Regions from separate parts of the Gossypium arboreum genome. Here region 1 is linked to region 2. A link is a contact called in public Hi-C data. All regions are on one chromosome and are shown on one strand. Each heading gives the region's core, a stretch centred on a gene start, on an enhancer-like site or on the middle of the called end of the contact. The rest is flanking DNA. Distances are from core to core; before and after follow the strand shown.

Evidence for each region. A called contact is a pair of places that touch in the nucleus more often than the background predicts.
Region 1: a contact with region 2 is called in a Hi-C map of leaf, with 4 times the contacts expected there. The contact joins the promoter of LOC108467770 here to the promoter of LOC108469331 in region 2. A contact is called at or near these places in 2 of 5 Hi-C or Micro-C datasets (both in leaf).

The regions. Positions count from the first base shown.
Region 1 is chr8:72,159,756-72,162,455 of ASM2569848v2, forward strand. LOC108467770 (transmembrane ascorbate ferrireductase 1) reads right to left here and starts at 1,339. Exons shown (of 4, transcript XM_017768530.2): 1 at 1,067-1,339; 2 at 12-60. The coding sequence starts at 1,210.
Region 2 is chr8:71,977,684-71,980,383 of ASM2569848v2, forward strand. It overlaps LOC108469331 (transcription factor LAF1-like), which reads left to right and starts at 1,272. Exons shown (of 3, transcript XM_017770220.2): 1 at 1,272-1,537; 2 at 1,886-2,015; 3 at 2,114-2,700. The coding sequence starts at 1,402. The coding sequence ends at 2,597.

The sequences.
Region 1 (2,700 bases), core at 89-2,588, 180 kb after region 2:
ATTTGATTTACCTTCACCTCCTAAGATAATGAAGCCAATCAACATCAATACAGGATGGAGCTGCAGTAAAATTGTAAATGGCAGTAAGCAATTTAGCAATTTAGAATTAGATGTCAAACTTCATGCAGCATTCAGCATGAAAGAGACATTATTAATCCAGACAAAAAGAATGAGATAAAACTTTGGAATGCAGTAATTATGATTTAAAACCACAATTATTCCATTAATATACAATTTGTTTTTCTTTCTTGGACACTACAAATGAGAGTGATTGCTTCGATCAGTCAAGAAAATGGATAACTAGTTGTGACAACGAAATTTGGGGTTCAATTAGTTAGTTAAATCCAAAGAAAGTTAATGGACACCATCTCCAACATATAGTAAGAAATATGTATATTGTTAGGTACAAGTATGCTTCCTATGTTTCATATTTGAATATTTTATTGATCACCGATATCAGAAACAAATACTCTATAAAATAATTCAGTTAGCATGAATAGGTTCAAGTCCCTCATTCTCCTTCCTCCTAGAAACCTTAACCATGTTAGACAAGTTTTTGATACGGAAAATGGCAGAAGGAACAGGGGATAAAAATACTAACAAGGATGGGAGAAAACAATGTAGATGCTTGACCATATAATATATTATAATGAAGGGTAAGTAGGTAGGTTACTATATTCCATGGTACATGGCTAACTACCGCCACCATATGAAGGTTGACCAGCCACCATCAAATTCTAATAATTAAGGGGCACCCAAACCCAAAACTATAGCAAGGGGGAAAAAAGGGATAATCGAACATGAAATTGTAATAAAATTCAAGGAATCAAACAACAGCGGAACCCCCAAAAGAAGTCTTCTTCATCATTAGTTTAGTGCCTGAGTTTAAGATTATACGAATAATTTGGTGATGGAAGATTTTAACACCATCCAATTTCAACCAAAAGGAACTGTTATGTGATAATAATCGGAGGGGAGAAACAGAAACCAAACAAAGTTGCAGTTGAAGCCATGAAAAGGAAACAAGATTTTGAGGAATCCCAAGAGCAGAAAGGAAAACACTTACATTAAAGATGAGATTTTTGTTAGAAGATTCCCAAGCTAATCCACCCCTGAAGTGAATGCACCAAACCAATACCATAACAGCGCCGGCAATCGCGAGGGCATGAGGCACAAAGGACAAGTGCAAGGCCTTAACTCCTATCGCCATGTTCGCTCTATTCTTTCCAGCAAAATACTGCAGAGCAGAAGAAGTAAAGACTTTCTTATCATAATTGTTCCGAGATTTTTGAACCGTTGGATGGAGATCTTTGTTGCATCCTGATTTATGCGACGTGGATATCAAGATTTTTGAATTCTACATTTTTGTTACAGTTTAGTCTCTCTCCCCGCGGATGCCGTCGCGCCACGTGCTTCATTTCAGTCTCCATAGGATACCAACCTACTTTTGTCCTTTTTTAATATGGTACAAATAAGGGATTATCCATTTGAAAAAAAACAAAAAATTATCCAAATCCCCAACATCTATCCCACTTATTATTATTAATTAAATTTGTATTTTCTATTTAAAAATTTTATTTTAAACTATTAATATATACCATTACGAGGAATTCCTATATTTTCATGCCTTTATATAAAAATTAATAATAATAATAATAATAAAATAACTTTAAACTGTGAACTCAAAATATAAAATATCTTAGACTTTTATTGAATTAAAATATTGGAATATTTTTTACTCACTTTGTGTTCTATATTTCTATATATAGTATTATTTAAGTGTATAATTAAATTAATGTCTGTTACAAATCAATTCGATATTAATTTAATTAAAAAAATTACAATATAGATTGTATTCACTAATATGAAAACTTTTTTGACGTGATACAAAAGAAAATAATATTAAATAATTTGAGTTGCATTCTTTTATTATTAATCTAATACATTTATCTATTTAATTTCTTTTTACTTTAAATTTAGTTCATATTGAGAAGCAAACAAACAAACAAAAGGAGTAGTCCCATTGAGAGGTGAAGTCATGCATGATATCACCAAAATGAAGCAAATTGCAATACCAAACCAATCAGAGAAGTTTAAATGGCAATAACAGATTTAGGTCACTGGAGGATTTTGTCAACCTTTCTCAGTTACAATATTACTGGATAAAGCCCATTTCTTCCACTTCCTTCAAATATGATCTCACATTCCTAACCCTTTTCTTTGTTTAAAAAACATTTGTTTATTGAATTTTCTTGCCCCGAGAAAAAGGAGGATTAAAATAAATAAACCAATATCTGCTCCCCACTCAGAAGCTGTAGAGAGTTCCCAAAAGCTAGAAAATGCTTCCATGCTGAAATAAGCTCTAGACGGCACTTACCACAACAATAAAGGCAAATTTTAAAATTTTATGTATTTTTACTTATTCTAGAAAGTTTTTTTTTTTTAACAACTATTGCTATGATTTTCTTTAGGATAGGTTTAAAGTCTCATATCTTAAAAAGTAATTTCCTTTTTTTTTACTTTGAAGAAGAAATAAAGTGGATATATTTATTTGGTAAATATAATTTTATAATTCTATAAAATTTTTATATATTTCTTGAATTTTAGATTGTTTATAGATTTAATAACTTTTATCTTGTTTATATTTTATATTAATTTACTTTTAATTATTAGGTTATAATGAGGCACAATATTAAAGTT
Region 2 (2,700 bases), core at 22-2,521:
GAATTCATTAGAGGTGATCATGGGCCGGGTCGGGTTCGGGATGGGTCCAAGCAAAAAATTATGCCAGTTTGTTAGGTCTGGGTTCGGTCTAACCCAAAAAATAGGCCTAAAATTTGTCCAAACCCAACCCGAATAAAAATGCTAAAATCCAGGCCGACTCGACTGTCCATATTAATTTTTTATATTATATTAGTTTTACATAATTTTTAAAATATATATAATACATCAAAATACTAAAAATATTAAAATATTAAAAATTGAAAATAAATTTTAAAAATATGTATACTTAAATAATACTAAGATAGACTTAACTTAACAAGAAAATGTCTCTAAAATAATAATAAAATTAACAATAAAACAAGTGTTATACAATATCTAAATAATAACAACAAAATGTAGCAACATAATAGTGAAATGATAGCAAAATAAGGAGAAAACAATAAGAAAATATCATTAAAATAAAAAAAAACAGCTTTTTTTTTCATTTAGTGAATTCGGGCCGGGCTGGGCTCGGGCAAAAAATGTCTTACCCGTGACCTGACCCGTTTTTAAAACAAGTCTTATTTTTTTGTCCATGCCCATTTTTCGAGCCTATATTTTTGCCCAAACCCTCCCATTTTTCGGGCGGGCCTTCGGATCAGGTGTCCTGGCCCATGGGCAGGTCTAGAATTCATAAGGAAAACAATATTTTGTTTTGAATTATGTTACACTATAGTAATAATCACCCAATTATGGAAGGTTACAAAATGATGATTTAATTATTAGTAAATTTTTATTGGTTATTAAAATATGAAAAGTTATAAAATGGACACTTAACTATTTAATTTTATCTTTTTGTCACCCAACTATATTAAAACTTTTAGGTGTTTTCATTTTTACATTAGTAATTTTAAATTGAATAATTAAATGATAATTTTGTAATCGAAAATCTATAATTTGGTGTTGCCCTTTAAATTATTATTATAAATATATCCCACAGGACAACCAGATTTTTTGGAAATAATTCCATTTATGAATTATGATAATTTTTCTTTACTTATTTTATACAAATAAAAATAATTCCAGTTTGACATAGTAATATATAAAGATTAAATTAATCATTTTAATTAAGGACAAAATGAATTATTCAAATTTGGTTTTACATTTATCAGTAGAGATTATTGAAGTAATAGAAAAACACATATGCATTTGTAGCTAGTTTTACCAGCTCAGACTTAAAGTGGTCCAAACAATACATACATAGCTTCTATTTATTTATTTTCCTTAATTAAAGACCTTGTAGTTGTAGGTTAGGTATGAGAAAGTCAAATAAGATGGTATTTATTGCTTTTGCAGCTTCCCATACCGACTGCCCTTAACCTTCTTCCCTGCCTTTCTCTCTTCTTTGTAATAATTCAAGAAATGGGTTGCAAGCCATCTGATAAGCCAAAAGCTAAGCATAGGAAGGGGTTATGGTCACCTGAAGAAGACCTAAAGCTCAAAAACTATGTCCTCAAACATGGCCATCTTTGCTGGAGCTCTGTTCCCATCAATGCAGGTCTGTTTTCTTGTATTCGTATTAACTTCCCTGCAATATTTGTGCAGCTCATGCTTATCACCACCACTATTAATTTGACTTGTTAGAAGCATTCCTTAGCAAATGAATCTGAACCTAAGATGGTACACTTATTTATTTTATGTGTCATGGTCATGGGATTAATCTTTTTCTACTTTGGTTTGGCTGTCAGTGTCAGTCCAAAATATTCAAGAAATTTCTTTAGTTAAAGACAGCGACTGTTTCTTTCATCGTACACTGTCCCTGTAAAGTGGAAGTGAGAGAGAGTGATGATGAGTGAAATGACGAAAATAGGGTATGAATTAATATGATAGATGCATGGATATCCAGGATTGCAGAGGAATGGGAAGAGCTGCAGACTAAGGTGGATTAATTACTTGAGGCCTGGATTAAAACGAGGGATGTTTACTCCCCAAGAGGACGACGTTATCCTCTCCCTTCATCATTTGTTAGGCAACAAGTACGTACACTTGTCATTAATTGTGAAGAATTATTATATATATATATCCTCAGTTTTACAAGGAACTAATGAAGATGTCTGATCTTTTTATTGAATAGATGGTCCCGAATTGCACAAAGTTTGCCTGGAAGAACAGATAATGAGATTAAGAACTACTGGCATTCTTATCTGAAGAAAAGGATCGCAAAAGTTGAAAATTTGGAAGCTCAACACACATCTTCAACCTCAGAATCTAGTGTGCTGCCTCAAAACCTTACGGACCAATCGGCAAGCTTTGTTACTGATCAAGCTGTTCCAATGCATTTTGACTTGCCCCAACGAAGCCCACTGCCGAAGCTTTTATTCGCAGAGTGGCTATCGCTTGATAAAGAAGGTGGAAGTAAGCCAGCAGCTTACTCTGATGGATATAATCAAGCTTCAGCTTCCAGCTTCGAGGATCCTTTCATGAATGGTTTTGTATTCAATGAGGGAGGATTTGGCACTGATCTTCAGGATCTGCTAAACGATGCATCAGTAAACCAATTGTTCAAGTTTGAATTCCAGATTTCAGGGAACGACTTTATTGGTTCTGGGTGGGAATAATAAAGACAGATGTACTCATCCTTTCTTTCTTTTTTTTGTTCAAAACATATTAGTGATTTCAGTATGAATAATGAGGGAGTGTACATATAAGGCCAAATCTCCA